Linked DNA regions of Muntiacus reevesi: region 2 is linked to region 1. A link is a contact called in public Hi-C data. All regions are on one chromosome and are shown on one strand. The core of a region is the stretch at or near the end of the contact, and the rest is flanking DNA. Distances in the headings are between cores, read along the strand shown. Region 1 holds the start of HIGD2A (HIG1 hypoxia inducible domain family member 2A). Region 2 holds the start of RNF44 (ring finger protein 44).

Evidence for each region. A called contact is a pair of places that touch in the nucleus more often than the background predicts.
Region 2: a Hi-C map of muscle shows a contact between it and region 1, with 4 times the contacts expected there. The contact joins the promoter of RNF44 here to the promoter of HIGD2A in region 1. A contact is called at or near these places in 2 of 3 Hi-C or Micro-C datasets (blood and muscle).

Annotation. Positions count from the first base shown.
Region 1 is chr1:215,758,571-215,765,986 of mMunRee1.1, reverse strand. It overlaps HIGD2A (HIG1 hypoxia inducible domain family member 2A), which reads right to left and starts at 3,718. Exons shown (of 2, transcript XM_065918235.1): 1 at 3,509-3,718; 2 at 1,087-3,134. The coding sequence starts at 3,662. The coding sequence ends at 2,968. It overlaps NOP16 (NOP16 nucleolar protein), which reads left to right and starts at 3,825. Exons shown (of 5, transcript XM_065918234.1): 1 at 3,825-4,047; 2 at 4,142-4,250; 3 at 5,367-5,436; 4 at 7,348-7,416. The coding sequence starts at 3,941. It overlaps CLTB (clathrin light chain B), which reads left to right. Exons shown (of 5, transcript XM_065918233.1): 5 at 229-677. The coding sequence ends at 400.
Region 2 is chr1:215,910,287-215,917,702 of mMunRee1.1, reverse strand. RNF44 (ring finger protein 44) reads left to right here and starts at 4,728. Exons shown (of 11, transcript XM_065918241.1): 1 at 4,728-4,959.

The sequences.
Region 1 (7,416 bases), core at 2,469-4,968:
TGAGGGAAGACCTCAAAAAAGGCCCTGAGGCAGGACCCAGGGTTCCTCTGATGGCTAAGGTGTTCCTGTGGGCCTGAGGTCAGAGGTCATGGAACCGGGAAGGAGATGTCTTGGTAAAGTACCCCATGGTAGGCTGGGCAAAACAGCCTTGCTCCATGGGAGCAGAGCATCACTGCTTCGGGGAAGAGAGAGACCGCTCTGAAACCTCTCTCCTGTCTCCACCTGCAGGGCATCTGAGGAGGCTTTTGTGAAGGAATCCAAGGAGGAGACCCCGGGCACAGAGTGGGAGAAGGTGGCCCAGCTGTGTGACTTCAACCCCAAGAGCAGCAAGCAGTGCAAAGACGTGTCCCGCCTGCGCTCGGTGCTCATGTCCCTGAAGCAAACACCGCTGTCCCGCTAGGAGCCTGCCAGCAGCATGGCCGCCAAGCAGGGGCCCGGCCGGGCAGAGGAGGAGCAGCTGCTTTGGCCAGGGGGCGGCAATGCCTCCCACAGCTGCTACACAGCCTATTCCGTTCCTCCCCATCTCCCGGGGGCCGGGAAGGGGACCCCTCACCCCCTCACCCGTCATTCCCTCACGGCCCAGTGGCCCAGCCCCTCACACCTCTCGGTCCACAGAATTGTGACTGTCCTTCCTGATCTATTTTTTTTTCTTCTTGGCTTAAAGGGTGTGTTGTTAACTCTTTTTACACTTATTTATTATCATTCTCATTTCTCTGGAAGCCACAACTGGTGTCAGGGCTTGGTTTGTGCTTAGAACCTCCCCAGCTTCATGGACTAGAGAGAAGGTAAGGCTGTTTCCCTGGTAACCCAGGAGCTCCCAGCTGGAAGTGAGGGAACCCATCTATGTCTGCTGCCTCCAGCTCCAGGAGGAGACAACCAACCTCTCACAGGATGCATTTGCAACTTCAACCCTTTCTGATCGAACAAGCCTGTGAGATAAGGATTTTGGAGAAACAATCAGTGACTATACCTTCTCCCCTTTTAACAGAGGTTGCACACAGGTTACATTCAAGCCATTGTGATCTGAAGTGTTTAAAAAGATTTAATTGCCAACCGTATTAGTTTCCTAGAACTGCCATAACCACATTGTCTGGCTTAGAACAACAGAATTTATTGTCTCACTGGTCTGGAGGTTATTAAGTCTGAAACCATGCTGTCACCATCCCTCTAAAGGCCATAGGGAAGGAGCTGTGTTCCTTGGCTTGTACATACGTTACTACAATCCTGAGTTTATCATCACATCACCTGTTCTCTATACATGTCTGCTTTTGTGTCCAAACTTCTCCTTTGTATAAGCACACTAGTCATACTGGATTAGAGTCCACCCTACTGACCTCATTTTAAATTGATTACCTCTGAAAAGACCCTATTATCAAATAAGATCACCTTCTGAAGTACTGGGGTTAGGACTTTCAACTAACCTTTTTTTGGTGGGGGTTGGAGGGGGAGGAACAGCAACAAGTTAAAAATAGTGACCATCCTCTCTAGAAGTGCCATAGCCCTCACCACTTCATGTCTGTTCTGTGTGGAGGCCAAGGGTCACCACACTTAGAATCTTTCTCTTACAGCTGAAAGACCATGGTGGGGGCAAGAAGCTTCGCTGGCCTTAGTCATACAGCTGGTATTGAAACTGATGGTGCCACGGATGGAAGGAAACAGAATCTGACTCAACATCTTAGGGATGACTGCAGAATGGCAACCCACTCCAGTGTTCTTGCCTGGAGAATCCCAGGGATGGAGGAGCCTGGTGGGCTGCCATTTATGGGGTTGCACAGAGTCGGACATGACTGAAGCGACTTAGCAGCAGCAGCAGATCAGGAACACCTGGTTTTGAGACTTTACATGAATGAGAAACTCATGAGGGTGCCTCTCTTCTTGAGTTTGCTCAGATCTCCAGTCTCCTTTTCTCCTTAACCATAAAACACTAGGTGCTGCCACAAATCATTGGCAAGCTTTGAGATTACCCTGTGCGCTGTTTCTGTTACATCAGGCTGTGTCTGTAAGCCTGTTTCCTGCTCTATAAGATGCATCAAGAACCAAGCTGGGATGGTCTAGATCAGCCTTAAGTGTTCTCAGGAGGTAGTACTGGAGTCAGGAACACAAGTGGAGGGCAGAAGCATGGCAGGCCTCATGGGAAGGAAGGTTTTCTACTTAAAGTTTGAAAATTGTTGGAAAGATCAGTCCCCACCTCCGACCCTGGCCCCCCATATAACAGCACTGTAGAAACTGTCTTGTTCAGTTGCTAAGTCATGACTCTTTGCTATCCCATGAATGTAGCACGCTAGGTTTCCCTGTCTTTCACTATCTCTTGGAGTTTGCACGAATTTGACTATTGAATCAGTGATGCCATTCAACCATCTCACCCTCTGTCACCCTCTTCTCCTCCTGCCCTCAATCTTTCCTAGCATCAGGGTCTTTACCAATGAGTTGGCTCTGTGCATCATGTGACCAAAGTATTTGAGCTTCAGCATCAGTCCTTCCACTGAATATTCAGGGTTGATTTCCTTTAGGATTGACTGGTTTGATCTCCCTGCTGTCCAAGGGACTCTCAAGACTGCCTACTTTTAAAAAATACCTCGGGGTGACTGCTGTCAGGAAAGTTTGAGAATCAGTAGACTACTGGATTTCTAAAAGACCCTGCAGTCTTTAGTCTGTTTTCTCCTAAAACCAAAGACCAAAAACCATGGCGGTGAAAGTGGGAACGAATTCACTGAATTACAAGTGAATGAGAATTTATTAGGTAGGAAGTGGCGAAGGTGCAGCACAAACAGAAGTTGGCAACACGTAAACTGAACGGAACCCGAGATTCCGGAAAAAAAATCTGTCGTTTACACAATTGGCCACTTCCACCCGCACTGATACAGGGCTTGTTAGGGGAGATGAGGGAGTTATTTCAGTGGTAGGACTGGTGGTTCCGAAATGCTGTATACGCCATCTCCGTGAGGCTTTCAAGGCGAGGCCACCGGTTCAAGGTCGAGATTTCAGAGTGGACGCAGCCAGACCCACCAAGATGGCTACGATCGTGAAGCCCTGGGCGGCGATCCGGGTACGCATCATGAGTTGGGAGCGCTGGCTCTGTCCACGGTGGAAGCAGTAGAGGCCATAGGTTAGGGCGGCTGCAGTGCCCAGGCAGCCTGAAGAGGCGACAAAGCAGGTGGGAAGTGGCAGGTCCGGCTCCAGAGGGCCCCTCCCCTCTTTGGGCTTCCCTCTCCAGGGTCAAGATATCCTTAAACAGGAGCTGAGGAGAGCGCGCCGTGAGGTGGGGCCGAGGTGGGAGGGGTGGGAAGAAGGAGGGCCGGGGCAGGGGTGGGGGGGGTCCTCGGAGTCAGAGTCCGCCGCGTACCAGCGTCCCCAATCCCGTCCAGCTCCTACTCCAATCACGTTCACCCCTCACCGCCCGGCCCCTTCTCATTCCGGTCACCCCACTGGGGTCCCGGTCCTCCCCTATTTCATTCCCTCTGCATACTGCCCTCTTGGTCTACAGTTCCTACAGCTCCCACTTGCTTACCTATGGGTACCAGTGGGTTCTCGCGGGTCTTGCGGATAAACTTTTCCTTGAAGCTTTCCGAAGTGCTGTATACACTGGGGCTAAAGCCTTCAATGACTGGGGGCTGCGATGGTTCAAAAGGTGCCTCCGGAGTGACACGGCCAGGAGTCTCCATGTTTCGGGCAACAGCAGTAGGCGAAAATTCGGACACTAAGCCCCGCCTCCTGATGAGGTCATTAAAGGGGGCAGGGGAAAGGGCTTTGCTGAACGTTGTACGCAGGCGCGGTCGCTCGTGGCATTCTGGGAGTTATAGTACCAGCTTGTGTCGCTTCGAAGAAGACTACATTTCCCGAAAGCCTGCAAAACCACGTGCTCCACTAGCCGGAAGGAGTCGCTACACGAGGTAGTTGGAGTGAGAAGCAGAGTCTAGTACGCGGTGCTGTGGTCAGTGCAATGCCCAAAGCCAAGGGAAAGACTCGGAGGCAGAAGTTCGGTTATAATATTAACCGGAAGCGTCTGAACCGGAATGCTCGACGGAAGGCAGCGCCGCGGATCGAATGGTGAGGAGACCGGGGTTCAGACGGCAGGAGACCTTGGCCGGGACGGCTAGCTAGATGACAGTCCCGCGATCGCCCTCTTTTTTTTTTCCCGTAGCTCGCACATCCGACATGCCTGGGACCAGACCAAATCGGTGCGGCAGAACCTGGCCGAGATGGGTTTGGCTATGGACCCCAACAGGGCAGTGCCCTTTCTTAAGAGAAAGGTACTGACATGGTCCCGGCCTTGCCCTCCGCCCCCACACCATCCTTAGCTGGCTTAATCCTGTCTATTACCTCCCTCACGCCCTTGGGTTTGCGACTTCCCCACAGCCAACTCGGCCAGCCTGACAGTGCGTTGAGATTACCTTTTAGTATCTCCCTCATACTGCCTCCCCAGCACACATTGGACCTGGGTTGGAGCTGCCGTTTTCCTTCGGCACTCACTTTATCCTTCTGAAAGTAAACTGTTTGGGTCTTCCTTGGTATCTCAGTTTTCCAGAATTTATCTTTTTCTGCCCTTAACTCTCCTAACAAGGAGTTTGGAATCCTTACTGCGCCTCACACCTTTCCTCAGTTATCCAATCGTCCTTGGTCTGATGCTTCCCTTTTCTAGTTTCTCCAGAATAATTCTTTTTCTGGACCACTTTCAAAAATCGCACCCCCTTTCACTCAGTAACTTCTTTCCTACTTTAATTCATTGACACTTGTAAATACTTGATGGTATGTCATGTTATATATTTATCTGTTTATTATCTGTGCATCTTTCCTCCAACATAATCTGCTTGGGGACAAGAACTCTGTTCCATTCACTACTAAGCCTCGGTGGTGCTTAGGATGTGACTAGTGGTCTGTAGTTAATGAATCATGAGTTGGGAGCGCTGATTGGGTTTGTCCCGTTGCCTTCAGGCAAATTTCTTATTATCTCTATGCTAGAGGAACAAGGCACTACTGTTTATTGAATAAATATGAAACTATAGCCAAGCACTGTCAGCTTGCTCCTTGCATAAGAGAAGGCATCTGACCTCTCTCCCTCATTGAAAACTCTAAAGTGCTTTCATGTGCATTGCTTCATTTGATAATCACACAGTGAAGTGAGGCAGGCAAGGAATATTCTGCCCATTTTATAGATGGGCACAGAAAGATAAACTGCTTACTTGAGCATCTTGGGAAGAAAAAGCATCCAGGGCATTAGTTCTTTGGTCATCTAGTCTTGCCTGACCTTGTGAAGGGGCCCTTATGGATAACGCAGTTGTGTTGAGATGGGCAGGAGCCTTTAGAATTCTCCCTCATCCAGGATAATTTCTTCTGGCTACTGTTCTCACGGTCTCTGTTCTCTGCAGGTAAAGACCATGGAAGTGGATGTAGAGGAGAGGCCTAAGGAGCTTGTGCGGAAGCCGTATGTGCTTAATGGTGGGTGTGGGCCACAGTTTCTGTAGGTCAGCATCCTATACAGGGCTGGAAAGGACTCTCAGATGTTCTCAGTGTACAGATGGAGAAACTGAGGTTCAGAGGGAGAAAGTGAGCTGGTCCAGGGCTCAGCTGGCAGAGTTAGAACTGTGTCCTGGCTGAGATGTTTTCAGTCTACTGACTAATTTCCAATGCGTGAAGGGAGGCCAGAGATGTTCAGGGAGGACCTAACCGGTGCCTGAGAGGACAAAGGAGAAAAGCATCAAGTCTCAGGCGTGAATTCAGCTTCTCATGAGTTTAAGGATGAACAGATTTCTTTTTAGAGATTCCACCACATAATCTTTCGAGTGAGGATGGGATGGTTGGATGGCATCACCAATTCGATGGACATGAGTTTGAGTAGGCTCCAGGAGTTGGTGATGGACAAGGAAGCCTGGTGTGCCTCAGTCGATGGGGTCTGAGTCAGACACGACCAAGCGACTGAACTGAATCTTTCCAATGATAAATCAACTTTATGTATTTTAAGGCTATAGAGACCGAATATTAAAACAAGAGGGTAAATTCTGCAAAGTTTAAAGATTTGAATGACCAGAAATTTAAAGAATAGTATTTATTTATTTTTGGCTGTGCCTTCATTGCTGCTCAGGCTTTTCTCTAGTTATGGCTTGAGCATAACTCAAGCATGCGCAGGCTTCTTCCTGTGGAGGCTTCTCTTCTCGTGGAGCACAGGCTGGAAGCGCACAGTCTTCAGTAGTTGCAGCACGTGGACTCAGTAGTTGTGGCTCCTGGGCTCTGGAGCACAGGCTCAATAGTTGTGTCCATGGGCTTCGTTGCTCCACTGTATGTGAGCTCTTCCCAGATTAAGTATCGAACCCACGTCTCCTACCTTGGCAGGCCAGTTCTTTACCTCTGAGCCACCAGGAAAGCCCTCTGACCAGACATTTGGTATAGAATTCCATGAATTCCTGTCTGTAGTCTATTTTAGTGATTCTTGTAAGAGTTACTGCACAGGATTGTATATACAAAATCATGTGTACTTACTGTAGTGAAAGCTAATCTTAAAAAGTTTTAATTCTTTAATTAAAAATTTTTTAAATTATGGTAAAAAAATACCCCACAAAATTTACCATTAAAAAAGGTTAATTGTGGCAAAAGTAAAAACCCTCAAAATTTACCATCATAATCATTTAAAAAATACATAGCTCAGTAGTGTTGTGCCTGTGTGCTTCAGTCGCTAAGCCATGTCCAACTCTTCTGACCCCTTGGACTGTCGCTCTCCAGGTCCTCTATGGATAGGTTTTCCCAGGCATAACACTGGAGTGGGTTGCCATTTCCTCTTCTCTAGAGGATCTTCCCCATCCAGGGATTGAACCTGCATCTCCTGCATTGCAGGCAGAGTCTTTACCGCTGAGCCATCAGAGAAGCCCAGCTATTTTAGGAGTGAGGCCATATTGACTCCAGAATTTGGTTTTCCCCCTCACGTGGAACAGTAAGGTGCCTCGGGCCCTAGTTTCTACAGCTCGAGTTTCATTTCCCGTATTAATACTTTTAAGAGGTTCTCAAAGAGTTTTAGAGCTGGAATGGAGCCCTGCATTGTGGACAAGCAATGTGTCTTCATCTCTGTCCCTAGTACCTGGCACCAAGTAGGGATTTTTAGTTTGGTGCCTTCCTTTCACCCATCTGAGACCCAAAGAGAGGTGACTTATTGCCATACTGATGGATGCTTGTGCCACAGGGAGAGCCTGGGACCCGAGGGGCTAATGAGGAAGATTCTAGCACTGAATTTGGAGAGGAAGAGGGAAAGGTCATCACTTGGCCAGTGTAGCAACTCTTGTGGGTTGGGATTGACTGAGCAATTCAACTTATGCAGGAAGCAAAGCTTCATTCCCTGTCTCTTGGCTTCTCTCAACCCAGACCTGGAGGCAGAAGCCAGCCTTCCAGAAAAGAAAGGAAATACACTGTCGCGAGATCTCATTGACTATG
Region 2 (7,416 bases), core at 3,479-5,978, 150 kb before region 1:
GTAATGAGGTAAATTACAGAATCTCCTGAATCCTCAGTTTCCTCATCTGTAAATTATGGGGAATGTATGAAGCCTACCTCAGAAGGATGGTAAGGTGGTAAGGTGGTAAGGATGAAAATGAAGTCATGCACTTAGAGTCCCCGGTACAACGGTCAATGCAGAGAGAAGGCTCACAGAACGTTAGTTCTGTAATAGTGTGGTGAGATCACTAGGGGCCTAATTGGTAGGAGGAGAGATGGGCACCTCTGCCCAAGGCTCCAGGCCCACCCCAGACCAAGGGAGGTGGCCTGGTCTCTCTGCCTAGGACCAGGTAGGGCAAACCCCAGCCCCAGCCCCAGCCCCTGCCCTCGCTCCCTGCTCTGACCCCTGCGGCCAACAGCTCTGAGTCACTGCCCTGGCCCCTACAGGGTGTGTCCTGGCCTTCCCAGACCTTTGGTCAGCGTCTGGATGAGCCGGGTGTGGCCAGATGGTGCCTTTTCCATCTCAAGGGCACCTGTCTGCCTGCCACCAGGTGATCTGAGAAGCTCACTGGGCTCTGGGCTGTAATTGACCCAGGTCTGCGTCAGTTTCAGGAAGTGGCAAGTGGTCAGGCACAAAATAGGCCTAAGGGGTCAGAATATGAACTCAGATGACCTAGGTCCTAATCGTCTCCCCACTTCTTACTAGCTGGGGGCCTTGGGCAAGAGAGTTCATCTCCCAAACTTCAAAGTCCTCATCTGTAAAATGGGCACAACTGCAGAAGTCAACCCTTAGGTTTGTTTTAAAAAATAAGCAGGAAATGCGCTAAAGCACTGGGGCTTCCCGGGTGGTGCTAGCGATAAAGAAACTGCCTAAGCTATGCAGGAGACACAAGAGACATGGGTTTGATCCCTGCGTTGGGAAGATCCCCTGGAGGAGGGCATGGCAACCCACTCCAGTATTCTTGGCTGGAGAATCCCAAGGACTGAGGATCCTGGCCAGCGACAGTCCATGGGGTCACAAAGAGTCAGACACGACTGAAGCAAGTTAGCACACACACATGCCCTAAAACCCGAGCCCAGGGCAGTGATAGAGAGGAGGTAGCAATCTGGACACACACCAGGGTTTCTTCATAGCCACTGTCTCAGGTGCGTGGTTTTTAAAAGCTTTTTTTTTCTAATTGTTATTTTTTTTTGGCTGCCCTGGGTCTTCGCTGTGGCGCACAGGCTTTCTTTTGTCTGGGCAAGCAGAGGCCACTGTTAGTTGTGGCGCCCAGGCTTAGCTGCTCTATGGCACAGGGAATCTTCCCAGACCAGGGATCAAACCCGTGTCCCCTGCATTGCCAGGTGGATTCTTAACCACTGGACCACCAGGGAAGTCTCTCTCAAAGTTTTGATCAGAAAAACTTCTCGTTGCTTGTCTCTTCTGGCAATCTACTCTGTGCACTCACTATATGCTCAGAAATTGATCAAGTTGGGAACTCCCTGGTGGTCCAGTGGCTAAGGCTCTGCACTCCTGATACAGGGGGCCTGGGTTCGATCCCTGGTCAGGGAACTAGATCCCACATGCCACAACTAAGATTCTATGCAGCCAAATAAATAAAAATAAATGTTAAAAAAAAAAAAATTGATCAAGCTGAAATCAAGCCCTGACTTGTCCTGTGGTGTCTGGCAAGTGATTCCTCTCTGAGCTACAACTTCATCTGAAACATGGAGTGCCCCCCTCGCTCCCCCACCTCAACAGCGTATGGCTTCAGAGGTGACCTGGAGAGCCTGGGCCGAGTGTGTCTCTTTGCTGTGTGTGTGTCCAACCCCTCCTCAACTTTCCAGCTGCACACACCTTTGCAGAATACAAGTTTCCTTCATCACTCTGTCTTACAGCTGAGGAACCAGCCCAAGGTATTAATATATAAACAGCCACTTGGTGTCATATTGACGACCTCCCATCCTAGAAGGAACTTGAGGACCCATGAGACCAACTCCTCACCACCCCCAGACCTCTGAGCCCCTTCCTAGAGCACACATTCTCTCTAAAGGACCCCTTCCACAGGGCTGCTCTGCCACAATTTGCACAGCTCCAGTGATGGGGAGCTCACCTCTTCCCCTGAACTTCACTCTGTGGCCCCAACTGTATTTGTTTTTATGGAGTTGAGAGTTGCCTGAGCACTTCCACTGGGCTTGATTTCAGGGAGTAACAGGCCCCACTTCCCCTCTCTGCTCTGCAACAACGTCCCTAGAGCCTTCCCTCAGGTTCTTCTCAACACTCCTCACCACCACCATCCTGGGAAGGGGTCACAGCCAGGAAGACCTGTGTTCCCATTCCAGCTCTTCTCAGCCTCAGTTTCCACATCAGGAAAATAGGGGGAAGTAAAATAACACATGGCTGTCTCTGAGACGGAACAGGCCTCTGAGCCCTCCAGGAATGCAACCCGTGTCACATGGCCCTCCTGGGGTCCCCTGCCTCTTCTGTGTCCCTTCAACGGACAGGGACTGATTGCTCACCTTGTCCAGGCACTGTGCTTGGCGGAGGACACTGGCCGGGGGGGGACAAGCATCCCTGCCCCCACAGAGGGAGGCTCTGCGACAGCAGAGTAGGTCAGCCCACAAGGAAGGAAAGGGAAGCCCCGGCAGAGGGAACGGTGTGTCCAAAGCCTCACTAAGGAAAGAACCTGGCTCCTGGGAGAATTGAAAGATCAAGGTGGCTGGAACTCAGGGATCATTTCTTCAAAGGATTGGGTTTCAAAAATCATTGTACATTCATACAATGAGTTACTAGCCATCAAGTTAGAAAGGAAAGTAAAACAAAATAAATGAATAACAAAACCCTGCCTGTGTTCATTGCAGTATTATTCACAACAGCCAATACTTGAAAACAACCTAGGTTTCCAGTGATGGATGAATGAATAAACTGTGGTATATACATATATACATATACACACAATGGAATATTCCTCAGTCATAAAAAATAAAGAAATTCTGCCATTTGTAACTACATGGACAGACCTGAGGGGCACCATGCTAAGTGACACATGCTAAACAGGGACACATGCTAAGTGAAATAAGTCAGTCAGAGAAAGGCCAGTACTGCATGATCTCATTGATATGTAGAACTTTTTTTTTAAGTCAAATACATAGAAACAGATTGTAGAATGGAGGTTGCCAGGAGCTGTGGGGTGGGGGAAACCAGGAAGTGTTGGTCAAAAGATACAAACTTTGAGTTACATAAAATGAGTAAGTTCTGAGGATCTATTGTATAGCAAGGTGACTATAGTCAATAATACTGTATCTACCTTATACCTGAAAGTTGCTATTGAGAGTAGTGCAAAGCAAAACAACAAGACAGCAAAATGCTAACTATATAGGTGAAGGAAGTGTTAACTAACCTTATTTAGGGAAACATTCTGCAGTATATACATGTATTGGATAATACTGTACACCTTCAACTTACAAAATGTTATATGTCAACATCAATTAGATCTCAATAAAACTGGGGGCAAAAAAGAACAGACTAGTGATACCTACCGCAGGTTGGATCTCAAAAAACATGATGCAGAATGAAAGACCACAGCATTTACACAGTTATTCCATTGATATGAAGTTCTAAACACAAAAAACAAATCTATAGTGTCAGGAACCAGATCCATAGTTATGACTGCAGGAAACTGACTTGGAGGGGGTAAGAGGGAACTTTCCAAAGTGATGAAAATGTTCTAGATCTTGATTAGATTTTAGTTATACAGAGGTATACATTTATGAAGAATGTACACATAAGATTTATTTTACTGTATAGCTACGAAGTATATCCTAAATTAGGCTTTAATTTAGTTCGTATTTAAAAAGAAAAAAGCAAAACATATGTTTGCTAAAGGATGAACCAGAGTGAGGTAGAAAGCAGGTTCTGGATGCCAGGCCTGGACAGAAATCCTGAGTCTGTCACTTCCTAGCAAAAATCCCTCAGCTCGCTATACTTCAGCTTTCGAATCTATAAAACAGGGACACTAATAATATTCCCTCACTGGGTAGAACTCAACAAATGCAAGCTTTAAAAAGTAAGTCGGCCTCGAGGCAGCGGGCCCTCCCTCGGCAGAGGTGCCAAGTCCTGGGCTGAGGAAAGAGGGCAGTCTCTGAGAGTAAGGTCTGCAGAGACTACAGCTCCCAGCACGACCCTGATGGAGCGGGGCGCGATGGGAGTTGTAGTCCTAGCCGGCTAATTACACCCTAGGATGCAGTGGGCGGGGATACCCTCTGGATCCCAGGCCTGAGCAGGTATTCCCACTTTGGTCCAGGATGGCTCTAGCAATGGACAGAAGCATTCTTTTGTCACCAGAGTCTCCCTACATCCCGAAGGAGGTATCATCATTCCCATTTCACAGAAGAGGAAACTGAAGCTCAGAGAATGACCCACAGAGAGGAACCAAGATCTGCTGATCTCGGTCTTTGCTCTTTGTATGTAGATCCTTGTTACCTTCTCCCGCGCGCGCGCGCGCGCGCACACACACACACACACACACACACACACACACATTCCGAGGCTGAGGGAGGGGAACAAACTGTCCGCGAAGCAAAGGTTCTTTGAACGGCCACGGGCTCGTATTATTTTTCCTATTTAGTCATTCATCCAAGGTCACACCGGTAGCAAAGGGGGCACCTGGGGTGCCAGACCCTGTAAGCCTCGCCCTTGCGCGCCCTTTGCGGCCGTACACTGAGGGGGCGTGGCCGAGACACGCTCCGCCTCCTTCCACCCTCCGCTCCCGCGCGCTTGGTGCAGTCCAGGTACTTCCATACGTGCGCGGGAGCGAGGGTGAAGCTACGTAGCTGCTGTAGACCCCGCGCGCGCGCGCGCGCGCCCGGGTGAAGAGGTCTGTGGACCGTTCCACTGCGTCGGGCCAAAGGGGGGACCGCGGCAGGCGGCGCTCGGGCCGCAGCGGGACCAGGACCCCGGGCTGCAGCGGGAGCAACGCGCCGGCCGCCGGGTGGGGTTAGAGCCCCGCCGCGGCCCCAGGTAACGCACGGCCTGGACCCTGCGCCGTGCGCCCCAGGCGCAGGGTCAACGAGGATGGAGCGATAGGGGGCGGCAGTGGGCTAGCAGTGTAGCGCAGGGACCTCCAGCAAGGCCAGAGTCCGCCGGGCAGCGTCCGCTGGGCGGGAGCTTGCTGTCCTGGGACTCCGGGCCAGAGCTGCTCTGCCCGCTGTCTGGTGTTCCAGTACGGGGAGCCCCTGGGAACTACTAGTCCCAGAGTGCCCTGCGCTCCACGCATGCTCCGATCGCAACCCCTGGCGAGTCCCGGCTAGAGCTGGAGCCCAGGAGTCCAGGACAGACTGCAGTGCTTTGGCCTCCTTAGCGCTGTCCCAAACACTACCAGCGCTCCTTGTCCCAGCTGCTGGGGACCCAGCGCGACCCAAACCTTGCCCTGGGGCTGCCTCGGGTCGGAAGAACAGACCACTGCACGCCAGCGGCGTGGGTACTGCTTTGAGGGTAAAGACAGGCGCGGGGGCTCCAGAGGATCTGTGTCTTGCCCAAGGTCACACACTCTGTTTTCTGAGGGCTATGAAGCCCGAGTCGAGATGGGTCCAGAGCAAGAAAGACGATGTGGGTGTAGGAAGCTGGCCTTGGTTGGAGGGCAAAGGGGGGATTCAGCTGGACTCATCTCCCGGGAGTTGCCAGGCTCCCACAATCTTGCAGCGCCCGATTTTCATCTCTGGATTCTGTGGTGACCCGTACCCGCTCCTTCGTTTACCAGACCCTATGGGTTCCATGGAGGACAGCTATAACAGGGAGGGAGTCAGGAAGCGGATCCCCTCCCAGTGCCCTACCCACAGAGCTCACAGATTCAAGCACATGGTATCTTCCAGGACCGTGGAAGATGTGCACACAGTGGAAGCCACTGTTGACTCATAGTCACCCCTATTTTCACTGGACAAACTGTGAGCCTCATAGAGGTGGCAGCTTTCTCATAGTCTAGGTGGGCTGGCTTCTGAGGCACTGCACTTAACCATCAGTGTCTGCCTGCCCTCTCTGTAGCCTGTAGGAGATGAACAGCAGTGCTGCATACACAGAGTGTTCAGGAAATGGCATCTGTCACTAGTGGTGTCATCATCCTGGTTTTACAGAAGTGAGACTGAGGAAGAGAGAGGCCACATCGCTGACCAAGACTCAGAGCTGGGGCCAGAGTGCTGCAGCCTCGAACCCAGACCTGGGAACACCTTTATAGACACGCCACCCTCCCCCATATGCATAAATGGTCTCTGCTTTTTAGGGCAACCAAAGCTTAGGGCTCAGGTGTGCTCAAGCCTGCCCTAAGCAGCAAGGACTTGGCAGAGTGGGGCCTGTCAACCCCTACCCTGGAATGTGAGGCTCAAGGCTGATGCTCTGGGGTAGCTGGGAGGTCTGTGTCCTGAGCGGGCTTTACCAGGCTGTGCTGTGTGTTCCTGAACCGTCCCTCAGTCTCTGTGTTCTGCCAGCTTCACTTGGGAAGGCTGCTGGGCCCTGCATCTGGAGGAGGGCTTGAGGGGTTTTAGAAAAAAGGAGTGGAGTACTTTCTGACCCCTGATGGAGGGAAGGAGGCAGCCAGCTGTCCAGGCTCTTAGGTAGGCAGGTAGAATAGGGGAGGCCCCAGCAGGAACCATCTCCTGCAGAGTCCTGGGGTGAAAGCCGGAATGTAGGTAGCATCCAGTATTTTGCATTCAAGGGACCAGGGTTCAAATCCCTCTCTGCCATTCTTCCAGTCTGTGATCTGGAGAGGCTCTTGTGCTTTTGATTATTGGACACTTGGAGACCCTGTGTTGGCATTTGCATTGCGTGAACCAAACTTAATATTAGCTTAAAATGTGACCCCATGTTTGCCCCTTGATGACTATGTAATGGTGGATGAGTCATGTCCTCTTTTGCCTGAGCTTCCTCATCTGTATAGTGGAGCACACACTGATACCTAGGTCATTGGAAGGACCAATGAGATGATCAGGGTAGGATTTACCCAGATCATGCAGGAGACTCCAGAACTCCAGTTTCTCCACAGAACTTCATGGGAGGTGCTTGGCCAAGCGTGAGCCACTCCCACCAATCATTTCTGGAGCTCCCTGGGCCACACTTTGGGAACTGGGTCAAGGGGAGTCATTTCCTGAGCCATTTTCTTCATATGTAAGATGAAAGTAACAGAACCTGCCTTCAGAGGGGTAGGGGCGGGCTGGGGTGATGAGGGTGAGGCACACAGTAGGTATATAGGCCATGGGCCCACACTGGGGTTCCAAAGCAGAGGACTCATAAATGAGAGGAAACTCCAGATTCCTGACTTCCCTGGGAAATAGGGTAAAACTGAGCCTCCTTCCCGCTTGCTCCAGAGTGATTTTGCATGTGCCCAGGAAAGTTTTTCAGGTCAGAGGGAGACGTGTTATTGGCCTCTGGTCCTGGGGGCGGGAACCTTGAGGGCTGTGGGGATTTGCTGAGGGCATTCCGGGGACA